2 separate regions of the Rattus norvegicus genome follow, and region 1 is linked to region 2. A link is a contact called in public Hi-C data. All regions are on one chromosome and are shown on one strand. The core of a region is the stretch at or near the end of the contact, and the rest is flanking DNA. Distances in the headings are between cores, read along the strand shown. Region 1 holds the start of Resf1 (retroelement silencing factor 1). Region 2 holds the start of Amn1 (antagonist of mitotic exit network 1 homolog).

Evidence for each region. A called contact is a pair of places that touch in the nucleus more often than the background predicts.
Region 1: a contact with region 2 is called in a Hi-C map of prefrontal cortex, with 2.2 times the contacts expected there. The contact joins the promoter of Resf1 here to the promoter of Amn1 in region 2. A contact is called at or near these places in 3 of 12 Hi-C or Micro-C datasets (the A7r5 cell line, mammary epithelial cells and prefrontal cortex).

Annotation. Positions count from the first base shown.
Region 1 is chr4:184,063,469-184,070,025 of GRCr8, reverse strand. Resf1 (retroelement silencing factor 1) reads right to left here and starts at 3,246. Exons shown (of 5, transcript NM_001427734.1): 1 at 2,782-3,246; 2 at 2,316-2,373.
Region 2 is chr4:183,908,701-183,915,164 of GRCr8, reverse strand. It overlaps Amn1 (antagonist of mitotic exit network 1 homolog), which reads left to right and starts at 1,754. Exons shown (of 7, transcript NM_001008333.2): 1 at 1,754-1,840; 2 at 5,840-5,972. The coding sequence starts at 1,803. It also overlaps a transcript of Etfbkmt not described here.

The DNA of each region.
Region 1 (6,557 bases), core at 1,997-4,496, 150 kb before region 2:
TGATGTTCATCTTAATTATAATAAAGTTTAACAAGATTACAATTCCCTAAACAGCTAAATTCCTAAAATCAAAACACTGATCTCCTACAAGACATCAGAACTAATCAAACAAGGGCAGAGGAGGGATGGAGGGATGGAGAGGTGGAGGGATGGAGGGGTGGAGGGATGGAGGGATGGAGGGGTGGAGGGATGGAGGGGTGGAGGGATGGAGGGATGGAGAGGTGGAGGGGTGGAGGGATGGAGAGGTGGAGGGATGGAGGGATGGAGGGGTGGAGGGATGGAAGGGTGGAGGGGTGGGGGTTGGGGTGGGGGGGTGGAGACTAGGGCAAGTTTACTATAGCCAGGAAATGCACAGGGTGGTTTTAACCTCAGATAACCGGTTGAGAGGAGGGTTTCACAGTACAGATCTAATTCCAGCATTCATGAGGAAGAGCAGAAGAGTTTCAAGTTGAAGGTCATCCTTGCTGGACAGCAAGTTCAAGGCCAGGCTAGTTTCAAAATGTTTAAGGCAATAAAAAATATACTTACTTTAACCTAAACTCTATCAAGCAATTACTAAGTTCCAGGAGCTATTTTAAGAGTGTTCTAAGCAGTTGCTTGACTGGTTTGTTTGGGAATGGTTCTTTTAGACAAAGTTGCATTGTGTGGACTAGGCTGGCCTGGAGCTAAGAGATTTGCCAGCCTGTTCCCCCTTTTAACTTACCACAGTTCCACAGTTCGACTACTACTGCTATTGAAAGACCCCAGCTTAGCAGCAGTAACGCCATTTTGCAAGGCTGTACTTAAGATGACTGGTTCAGGGAAAGGTTAGAACACTTGAGTACACAGCGGCTGCCAAGCAGGATGTGTATGGTTGAAGGCCTGGCAACAGGACGACTGCGGTTGAGCGCCTGACAATGAGAAAAGCACCGGGAGAGGTCCCACACCCTGGTGGGGGGCCGAGTCAGCCGTTATGTTCCAGGAAGGTAGCTAGGAAACTTGCCCCCGGGCTGAACCCTTGGGGGGCCGAGTCAGTCCTTATGTTCCAAGAAGGTAGCTAGGAAACTTGCCCCCGGGCTGAACCCTTGCCACATTAGAATCCACCAATTATATCCCTGTAACCATGCATCTGCTTCTGTATGCTTGCTTCTGCTCCCCAGAATCCTATAAAAAGCCCATCCTTGGTTCTGTGGGGCGCGCCAGTCCCCCGAGTGACTGAAGCGCCCACAGGTGCCTGTGTATCCCGACAATAAACCAAATCCTCTTGCTGATTGCATCCTGTGGACTCGGTCTGGTCATTGAGTTGGAGGGTCTCCATCCCGAGGGAAAGTTCTCCCTGAGAACTTTTCACTATCCCATTTTACAGATGAGGAAGCTGGGCAGGAAAGTAAAATTCTTCGGAGAATTTACAGTGAGTGGTAGAGCCAAGTTGGAAGGGTCAAGTAAGACCTGAACCCAAGTAACATAACTGTAGGAACCACAGCCCCCATTAGCAGAAGAGGCTGGCAAGCCTTATTTATGGTCATTGACTAGAACCCCGGAGACCACTGAGTGTATCTGCTTAAAGACATGACTCAATAGTTAAGAGCACTTGTGGTCCTAAAAGAGGACCTAGGATAGGGGTTCCAGCATCAACATGTGACTATAACTGCCTTTAACTCCAGTTCCAGAGGATCCAGGCCTTCTTCTGTGCTCCACATACGCATACAGTTGTTACATGTGGGCAAAACACTTATGCCCATAAAATAAAGCAACTTAAAATACGTAAGAGACAGACCCTGGTACTACAGTCCCATCAAAAATAAGAGCTAGCCTCTGCCTAAGTAACTTTAATTCAACACCTACCACAATCTTTCCCACGGAAGCAATCTGGCCCAGAGTTCCAGCTCCAACACTGACAAAATTTAAAAAACAAAAACAAAAACAAAAACAAAAAAAAAAACAAAACAAAAAAAACCAGAAACAAAACAAAAAAATCATCTCTCCACTATCTCATTAAGGCAAAATTCAAACTGCTAAGTACCATATCAACATTTTTTTCCTTAAGCTTTGCCATCAAATCCACTGTGTCCCATTGGTTCTGTGAAGGTTTTGTTTGGTGAGAGTTGAGTCTTTCAATACGCATTCCTAGCAAAACTGGAATTTGGTATGTAGACAAGGCTAGCTTTAAACTCAGATCTGACTGCCTTTGCCTCCCAAATGTGGAAATTTAAAGGCAAGCATAGGCCGGGCCAAGTTCTGTAGGTTTGACCAGTGTTGATATTCTTTATTCCAAAATGAGTTACTCCATGGTATAATGTAGAACTAGGATAGGGCTTTATAAAAGACAGGCTTACCTGAATACAATTTTACCTTTTAGTCTCTCCCACAGTGAGTATATTCATGCCTCTAATCCTAAAAAAAGCAAGAAACATTTTTAAGAGTTAAGGTCTAGTCTATTTCCCTTAAAGTGGTACCGGGAGCATACTAAGTTTACTGAATTGGAATCCGGTGTGTTAAAAACAAAACTACTGAATTAGGCTATTTTCAAAATATTCCCTGCTAATAGAATTCAAGCGGGCCTCTCTAAGTCCTATAATACCAAAGCAGTAAAATATTTCTTTAGTTATTTTAGTGGACTGATAAAGGAGAACCTGATTAGGGCTGAGTGGAGCAGTAACTTAAGACCTTAGCATATCTGCATGTTAACAAGAAACAAACTTAAGATTCCCCTTAAACGTAACTTACTCAGCAGACAATTTAAATACCCACGCAAGTTCTGTACCTGGCCTACTGAAATGCACGCAAGCTCACCCACTTTACCTGTTTTTCCATTTTTCTAGGAAGGCACTCTTAATGCAAACAGCTTCGGAGATGCTGCGGGCCGCGGCGCAAACCCAGGCCTGGGCGCTCCTGGGAGGCAGTGGAAGGCAAATTCCACTGGGTCGCAGAGGCCAGGCGCGGAAGACCGACACAGAAAGAAACCGAAAAGCAAAACAAAGCTCTGCTTCTCCTTCCGAAACCGGAAGGAACGCGAAGCTGCAACAAGCCCGCCTGCCACCTCTGGCCAAGAACCGCAGACCGCGCCCGCTCAGCGCGCAGCGACCCCGCGGTATAGCGAGGGCCCGGGTGGCGGCCCTCCGCCAGAACAGAGGTGAACGAAACCCAGCCCCGAGTCCAGGGCGCAGAACAAAAGCCCGACCCGAAGCGGCCCTGCCGCACGGCGAGCGCTTACAAGCCAATAGCACCGAACGAGGCCTCAGACGAGCGTAGAGCGCGCAGAGGTTTGGTGGCGGCCTCTGTCGGGGCGGGTCTAGCTGGCTCCCCGCTCCGCCCCCGTGCGCCAGCGCCCGGGCTGAGGTCCTAGTGCCCGGCAGGTGCGCCTTCTGCAGTCTGAATGGAGAAGGAAGCTTACTTAGCTCTGCACACAGAATTCATGTAAGAATTGTTAAGTCCGAATTCCTCAGCCTCACTCAATTCGGGAAGGGCGGCGCCCAAGAACGACAAGAGACCCAGTTCGATGCAAAAGCAACAGGCTGTATTCGGGCAGAGTTCTGGACCAATACGTACCTCTCACAGGAGGCAAAGGGATTGGTCCCGAACTACAAAAGCACAGAGTTTTGGACAAGGAGCAGGGGAAAAGGATGGAGGGGTGATACATGATTGGTCCTCACGCTTATTCAAACTTAAGCAAGTTTTGAGCGGACAAAAGGGGTATCTGGGGTCCCACAGATGTTCTTTGTGGGTTTTCTTGGAACTCTGGTTATGAAAGGAAAATTATACGGATTTAAGGTTTAAAAATGTAAAATTAAAAGAATAAGTTTCGGGCTGGAGAGATGGCTCAGTGGTTAAGAGCACTGACTGCTCTCCCAGAGGTCCTGAGTTCAAATCCCAGCAATCACATGGTGGCTCACAGCCATCTGTAATGAGATCCGATGCCCTCTTCTGGTGTGTCTGAAGACAGCTACAGTGTACTTACATAGAATAAATAAATAAATCTTTAAAAAAAAGAATAAGTTTCAAAATTCACAGACTCAGGGCTAAACACTGTGAAAAACAAGCCCAAGCAAGTCCAGGCATGCTGGGGCCCGCCCTGCCGCTAGGACTAACAGACCATAAAGATAAAGAAAAGGAATGCAGGAACCAACCCAGGCTATCACGGCTGACTCATAAACCATCTAGCAGGAGGGCATCTCCCCCAGCTTACTCAGGGTGACACTTTAACCAGATGTCCTTCAAACCCTGATAAGCCCCTGGCTCTAAAATCCCGAACGCCCCAGTCAGCACGTACTCTTCTGCTGTGTTGTGATCTCACTGCTATGTTTGAATGAGCCAATCACTTGTAGCTGCGCCAACTCTCCCCATCCCCCTGTTCCTCACCCTGTAAAAACCCCTTGCTTCTAAAAGTCCGGGTCGACTCCTCTGTCTCCTTCGAGAGACACGTGTCGGCCTGGAGCTCCGCCATTAAAGATACCTCATGCTTTTGCAACAAGAAGTGTCTCAAGTGTTCTTCGGGGATTCCCAATATCCGAGACTTGAGAAGGGCTTCCGATTCGGGGGTCCAACAGTGACAGGGTGGAGGAGGTCATTTATGCCCTTGGAGTACAGCTATCTGATCTCATGATGCCTCCGAGTTCCTGGAACACAAACTTCCTGGTACACGGTCATATAAGAGTTAACTTGTACAGGCTGAAAGCCAGGTTCAGGCCTTGAGTGGGTAGGCAAGAGGGACGAGTTTTTGAACAACATTTCAGAATCACCTGAAGGCTTATGGAGTAAAACGCCAAGGGCCAGTGGAAATGTACTGTTGGGGTTAAGGAATCACCACACAAACTGAAAGGAGCAATTTGGCCAAATAGCCAAATGTGTTCTTTGCTTTTGCATACTATGAGTCTGGGGTATCATTCTTCAGCTATTCATGTTGGGAGCGGTGCCCTTAAAACCCTCCATTATTGATGTTAATATTATAGTTAGAACTAAGTATAACTGGGTTCATGGAAAACCCCCAGTCAGTTTCAGAAGACTCATACAAATCTGGTGATCAGTATGACTAGTGATATGACAAACTTCTGACCTTCCTGAAAAATACATCTGACATCAAGATGCCTAACAATAGGACAAACATGTGACCTTTCTGAACAACCAACATCCTGTTGACATCAACTGACTACAAGAGCACTATGTCCTTGGCCTTCATAAATGTTTCCCACTTCCCCCACTCCCTCGGGTTACCCCTGCTATGGTATAAATTCAGCCTTGGGAAAAAATAAAATTTGTTGCCTTGATCAGACTCTTGTCTTGGCATCCTTCTTTACGCCTCTTGTCCCCCATTCTCTTCCAGGTACCCTCTGGACCCTCATTGACTGTCCTGCAGGACAGGACACCCAACAAAGCTAAATGAACACTGATCTCAGTTAAGCAAGAATAGCTTACTGAACACATACCCTATTAATGAATGTACAGGCCGGCTGAAAGAACTGGGAAACATAATTGTAGTCCTAGTCTGCTTTTTATAGGAAAAACAGGTTCAAAAGTTTGAAGTGCAAGAAGGGGAGCAGTAGGCTTACTAGGCAAAGTATTACCAGCTACCCTTTAAGCTGATTGGTCCCAGGTAAGGTATGTATGGGATAACATAGTATGAGTATTATAATCGTAACTTTTTGTAATATTAGTAGCATTCTTCAATGTCAGCCACAAAAACCACAGGGAGCTCCAATCCAGTTGTACGAAGGACTGCACGATGATCATCTCTGACAAGCCATTTTAGACATAACAGTTCATACTAACCATTGATTTGATGGGTCCTACTTAAAGCTTTGTGGGATTTCTTAAGATTAGCAAACCTCATACAGAGCATTCAGAACAAAAGAAGGCACATGGCCAGCATATCACTACTCCAAGCCAAGTCACCTCTCGGTGTCAATGACTGGTGGGCATGTTATAGAAACAATATTAAATAGTTGGCAGGCATAAGACAAAAGGGATACAGCTCCTCTGCAGGGGAGGGCGTCAAACCATAACATTAGGGATTCAGTTGGGTGGGATGAGCCTGAAAATGCATTTCAGACAAGTTGCAGTTTTGTGAGGTGTGGAGGTTGTGTCCAAACCTGCATAGCAGGAGTTGCCCCATCAGCTATTTTTGCTATCACAGCACTTGGTGGAATTTTCCCGGCCAGGTTGGGAGTTCTGTTTTTGGCCTGATCTCAGTTTCACCTTTTAAGAGAGACCTGTGTTGGGCTGGAGAGATGGCTCAGTGGTTAAGAGCACTGTACTGCTCTTCTAAAGGCCCTGCGTTCAAATCCCAGCAACCATATGGTGGCTCATAAACATCTATAATAGGATTTGATGCCCTCTTCTGGTGTGTCTAAAGACAGCTACAGTGTAGTTATATATAATAAATAAAATTATGAAAAAAAAAGAGGGACCTGTGCTCACAAATGAAAATCTATGCCATTGGCTTCCCTGCATGAGGTAATTTATGTTGTCAGTTATGTCTAGGGGTTGGGTTTGTGGTTTTTGCCTTTATAAGCCTGCTGTTTCTCGCAATAAAGTTGAGCCTTGATCAGAAATTTGTCTTGGCTCCATTCTTCTCTGGTCCC
Region 2 (6,464 bases), core at 505-3,004:
CAATCCAGGCCAAGTTATCAGGAAAGCCATCTGAGTTACTGGATGGATACTAATGCACTTCTTAAGGTGCCAGGTGTGAAACCAGTTGGAAACATACGATGTACGTACCCAATTGGTTTCCTCTATTCTTGACTGTACCCCACCTAATTTGTGGGTGTTTTGTTTTGTTTTTGCTTTCAAAGGTTGCTCTGTCCTTCTCTGCCCTCCACTACTGACACTGTATGGATTCTGAACCCAGCTATCTTCCCTGATATATTAGTTTTATGAATAAAGAAACTTTTGTTGGCTTGAACTTGGTTTTCATAGCGGATTATTCCCAAATTCTCAGACCCTAGCATTCTTGTCTGAAAAACAGGCCACAGATTTTCAATTTAGCGGGATTATAGTGAGTATGTCCTGTTGTGGGTCTAGGAATAGCCACACACTGACCACTGAAACACTGATCTCAGATATGATGAAAACTTACTGAATGAAAGGACTCAGAAGCTAGACTGTGACGCTCAGGGCAGGCTTTTTATAGGAAAACCAAGTACAGATGATAAGGGAGGAGCGATATTCCCTTGTGGCTAACTAGACAAAATATTATCAGCTGACATTTAACCTTATTTGTACTAATTGAGGTAAGTAAGGTAGTGGTTAGGGGTTTTCCAGAATATTGAGATAACAGAGCATGAGCAATACAACCATAAAGTTATGGAGAATATCATGTCAGCTACGAATTATTACTTCTACAAAGCGCAATCTGAGAACCTGAACTTAATTTCACCTTATGCACAAAATGGAGACTAAATACAAAATGGCTACAGTCATGTTTAAAGGAGCAAGCCCTAACATGTCTCATTCCTGAAATCATGCAAAACTGCACAGTTTAGCTCTTGCTTCAGGTATACTCAGTGGAGATAACTACTGCCGTCCTGTAAACCGTGTGTTTGACGTCGGTGGTGCCTGTATCTGTCTAGACACTTGATTTTCCTCATGGGATTCCTCATTGCAATGAAAGATCCCCGTTTGACATCAGTGCAGCCATCTCTTAAGTGTGAAAAACTTTAAGTTGGCCTCTGCTTAGCTAGATGCTAGACTATAGACCAGAAAGTACAGAAAGTACATTCCCATCTACTTTCCAGGAAGTCTGCCGGCCATAAGAACAGATGGTATAGATTGTGTCGTTCTGGGAACTACGGGGGGTGGGGGGGGACATCTGCCAAGTTAGATATCCTTGGTAACGAAATAGCTGTGCTGATATAGCTGTGACCTTGTAAGGTCTATATAAACTGTATATTTTTGCTGTCCGGGGCTCTTCACATCCCTCCTGCATGAGGACCGTGTCGAGCCCCAGTGCTATGGTATCCCGAGTTAACCTCTTGCTTTTGCATCAAGACATGAGTCCCGTGTGTTCGTGGGGTGGTGTCATTCTCAGGATTGGAGCAAGAGTCTCCTCCATTTGAGGGTCTTTCAGCAACAGCAAAAGCAAATGACCTGCCAGCAGCCTTTGCTTGGACAGCGACTTCAGGCAACGCTGGGGCAGGAGGAGCAGTAACTTGCAATGGCGGGCAGAAAGAACTACAAGTCCCAGGGGGCTTTGCCCCCGTTTTGGGTGCCCCTACATTTTGAGTGCCAGCTTGTTCTGCGCTGCCCTAAAAAGCTTCGCTGCGAGAGAGCTCCGGGCCTTCCTTTTCCGCTTTTAATGTGGTCACGCCTCGGGCCGACTCCCTGTGACGTCATTTGGATTTACCAGTCCTGCGCGACCGGAAGTTGTTTATGGAGGGCCGTAACTGCGGTCCAAGCTTAAGAGGGCTTCCGCGATGCCTTCGTCGCGAGTAGTCAGTCAACTTCTGGAACTGTGAGTCCTCCCCTGGCCAGCCCTCCTTCGTGTCCGCCCCAGCCCCCAGTCCTTTCCCTCACCTACTCATGTCCGGCTGGATCCTAGTCCTTGGCCCGGCCTTGCGCCTGGTCGCTGAGGACCGTGGTGCAGCGTGGGGCTGGTGGCTCCACCCGATGGATGGGCTCGGGTGTGCGCTGAGTATCTAGGCAGAACAAAAGAAACCTGGATCCGGGCTGGACAAACAAACCTCCGCTAATACCGGCGCGACTTGATAGCTTTGGAACCATGAACAGTAACTTATCTCTCCTGATACAGGAGAGCTTTCTAAAATTCGGGTAACAGCAGGGCATGGAGTTCACGCCTGTAGTCCCAGCCATCTGAAAACTGAAACAGGAAGATTGCCACAAATTCGAGGCTAACGGTGTAATGTTGTAAGACAAACACACCCAAGCCAATAAATAGAATCTTGAAAATTCGTGTATCAGTACCTATCTCAGGGATTCTTTGTGAGAATCAGCTTACTATATGTAAAACCTGAGCATGACAGCAAACACCGTTTGAGATGATCAAAAGTTCAAGGCCCTCTTCAGCTATATAGTGAGTTAGAGTCACGCCTCTGTGTTATTCGTTATTTCTATTTTTAAAAAAGAAAAACTCTAGGAACAAAAGCAGTAATGGTTTAAGATTGGAAGCCACAAAGACAGACTACTTGGGTTCCGTTGGTGAATCTAACAGTACATAAGCAAATGTTATTTCTTACCTAAGTTCCTGTGTTTTCTTCTGTATTGTTTTGTTGCTATTTATTTTTTTCCTTGAGACCATCTCATGTAGCCCATGCTGGCCTAGGACACACTGTGTAGCCAAGGATAAACTTCTGATCTTCCTGTTTCCATTTCCTGGATGTTGAGATTACAGACATACACTACTATTCCTAGTTTACCTAAACCTCCTGGGTACTAGGCATAATGCCAACTCACTTGCATCCTTTTTGTTTTGAGACAGAATCTTCTGGCACGGACTAACCTTGAACTTTTTTTTTTTTTTTAAGATTTATTATGTACACAGTGTTCTACCTGCATGTGTGCCTGAGGGTCAGAGGAGGGCACCAGATCTCATTACAGATGGTTGTGAGCCACTATGTGGTTGCTGGGAATTGAACTCAGGACCTCTGGAAGAGCAGTCAGTCCTCTTAACCTCTGAGCTGTCTCTCCAGCCTTACCTTGAACCCTTAGGCCTTCTGCCCCAGCCTTCCAAATGCTGAGATTACAGACTTGAGTTAGCACCAGCTTGTGTTTTGGCTTTGGTTTTCTGAGGACAGGGACTCAATGTAACTTAGCAGACCTCAGATTCATGTGGCAGAGAATGACCCTGAACGTTACAATCCTTCTTGCCTATGACCACAGAGTGCTGGAACTCCAAGTATGTCTGTGTACTTGTCTGTGTAGATAGAACTTAAAACCGACTTTCTAGAAAGCAATCTGACAATATTGTTACCATACCACAGAACAATATGGGTGCTTTTCTAAAGTGAAGTAACTAAGTGAGATGACCACTATGAAACTTGGAGCTGTTACAAAGAATGAAAATACTGAAATGCTTTGAAGGATTCTCATAAGAGATTGTTGAATGAAAAAGACAGTGGGTACTAAGAAGTGACTATCCTGGGATGTTGTTTAAGGGAAACTGAGACCTCCCTTCCCAAAACACCTATTATATGTTTGTGTGGGGTTGTGTTTGCAAGCAAAGGGGAAGGAAGAATATATCCTAGATTAACATAAGACACTAACAGAGTGTGCATAAGGTCAGAAAGGAAGATTGAAATAAGCAAAAAGGGAAAAGGGATTGTACTAAAAATGATCACAAGTATATGATTATTGTCATTCGTGAGATGTGTGTGTGTGTGTGTGTGTGTGTGTGTGTGTGTGTGTGGTTTGTAAACAGAATTTTGGGTTGCTTGACAAGTATGAGTTTCTCAGATGGCCAGAATTTGAGGCCATAAGACATGCTGGTTATGTTGCTTTAAAAGAGGCTAAAGAACTACCTATTCTGGTATATTGGCTTGTTTTGTGTGTTGACACACGCAGAGAAAGGAGCCTCAATTGAGGAAATGCCTCCATGAGATCCAGCTGTAAGGCATTTTCTCAATTAGTGATCTGGGGAGAAGGCCCAGGCCATTATTTGTGGTACCATCTCTCTAGGCTAGTGGTCCTGAGTTCTATAAGAAAGCAAGATGAGCAAGCCAGGGGAAGCAATCTAGTAAAGTGGCACTCCTCTGTGGCCTTTGTATCAGCCCTTGTCTCCAGGTTCCTGTATGAGTTCCAGTCCTGACTTTTTTTGGTGAAGAACAGCAGTGAAAAAGTGTAAGCTGAATAAACCCTTTCCTCCCCACCGTGCTTCTTGGTCTTGGTGTTACATTGCAGCGATAGAAACCCTGACTAAGACACCTGGTTTGTTGGCTTTTTTGTTTTTGTGGTGCTAAAGATCAAGACCAGGGCCTTACTGATCCTAGTACCACTAAGCTACATCCCCAGCAACCACTTTGGTTAAGTGGCATCTTTGTGTCTAGGAACCAAACAAACACATTAACAAGAAAAACAAAGCAAAACCCAGGTTTTTATTAATTTCTGCTTATGTGTTGGAGCTTTTTTGTTTTTGTTTTTTGTTTTTTGGGGGTTTTTTTTTGGTTTTTGGTTGTTGTTGTTGTTTTTGGTTTTTTTTTTTTTTTTTTGAGTGTTGGCTTTTTTTTTTTTTTTTCAGAGAAATGGCCAAAGTGGAAGGCTTTGACATTTCTGACAAAGAACAATAATGTGTAAAGGAATGGCAGGACAGAGAGGTGAGGGCTGGTTAGTAAGTTCTAGAGCTGACAGTGGGAGCTATAAGGAGAGGTATGAAGTTTGTATGCCCCAAGGCAACTACACTGCCCAAGCCCTAGGATTAAGGTTATTTCTGAACATTATTCAGGGAAGGAAGGCATGCTGTTCAGAGGGATTTCTATGGTTTGCTAGAGTAGGAAAGAATAGGTCAGAGAGCCCTTCCTGCAAGCTGCATTTATCCTCATAGTCAGTGCTTCAGGATGAAATCCTGGTTAAATTGTCCTCAGGTGCTTCAGGGCCTTATAGTTGTCGAAGCATCTGCATCTGATACACATCTGGTTAGGCTTCAACCCCGGACACAATGGCTGGAACATTATCTGTAGGGCACAGTGGGGGCTTGAACAAACATCACAGGGGCAGAACAGAACCCGTTACTCATTTACTCATGTCCGGTGACATCCGGAGGGTCAGTGAGTCTGCCCCAGTCCTCCTGCATTTTTAACCATCTGTTTTCCTGAGTCAGATCCCGTTGCTGAGTTTTGAGCTAGTTTAAAACTCTATCTCTCACATACCTGGGCTCCATGGTGGTCAGAAAAGGGCATAAGATCCCCTGGAACTAGAATTACAGATGGTTGTAAGCTGCTATGTGGATGCTGAGAATCAAACTCAGATCCTCTGGGAAAGCAGCCAGTGCTCGGAACCAGTGAGTTATCTTCCTAGTCCTGGTTTTCTGTTTTTGAGACAGTCTCATGTACCTCAGGTTAGTTTCTAACTCACTGAGAATAGCTGTGAACTCATAATTACCTATCATGCCCTTCTGAAAATATTTTTTAATAATGTTATCTTAGGATAACATGCCTGTTATCCTAGAATTGTAGAAGTAAAGCAGAAACACTAGGAATTCCAGGTCATTCTGGTCTGCAGTACAGTACGTTGGAAGCAAGCCCAGGCTGCCTGAGACTCTGTTTCAAAGCAAAATTTTAAAATATGTATTGGTAATGGGTTTACAGAGGGAAGTGGAAAAGGAAAATCCTATCATATGTAACTTTACAGAGGCAGTGACTATGAATCTCTTCAAGCTAACCTTGTAAATGTTAATAAAAATACTGTTTTATGAAAGACTAAGTGCTGACAAATAGTATTGATAAGTGTTAGCTACTAGTGCAGATACAGAGTAATTTTCTATATTCTCTTTGTATTCCAGATGTCTTCGGTGCCTAATAATCAATATTTCCAGATATATATCAGATATTAAATATCTGCCTCCCAACATTAAAGATAGACTGATTAAAATAATGAGCATGCGGGGTCGGATAACAGATTCCAATATAAATGAGGTAAGAATGTATAACTATAAAAGTTTATTTCACTGTTTAGCTTTAGTTTCAGATTTTTTTTTAACAGAAAAGGGGATATAGTGCAAATTATTAGTCATTTTAAAATATGACTTTGGCTTGAAAAGCCAGTGCTCACCCTTGAATGGGTACTATCTTCTTCTACCCTTCCTTGCTTTTCTCCTTCCCTCCCTTCCTCTCTCTCTACACCTAAATATACATTAAAACCTCGTTATTGTTGTCGTTGCTTTTGAGGCAGGGTCTCACTGCCCTGGATGGCCTTGAACTCACAGAGATCTGCCTACTTACAAATTGGGCTGTTATTTATTGGCCTCAAGGAAACACTGAACAGTAGCTCCCCAAAACAACAAATATGTGCTATCTGCCCCCAACAATTGGACAGTTGGACATGGAAGATTTTGTGTGTGATTCCAATACTCAGGAGTCAGAGGCAGATTCTAGGCCCATGTGGGTTATAAGGTGAGACTTTGTCTC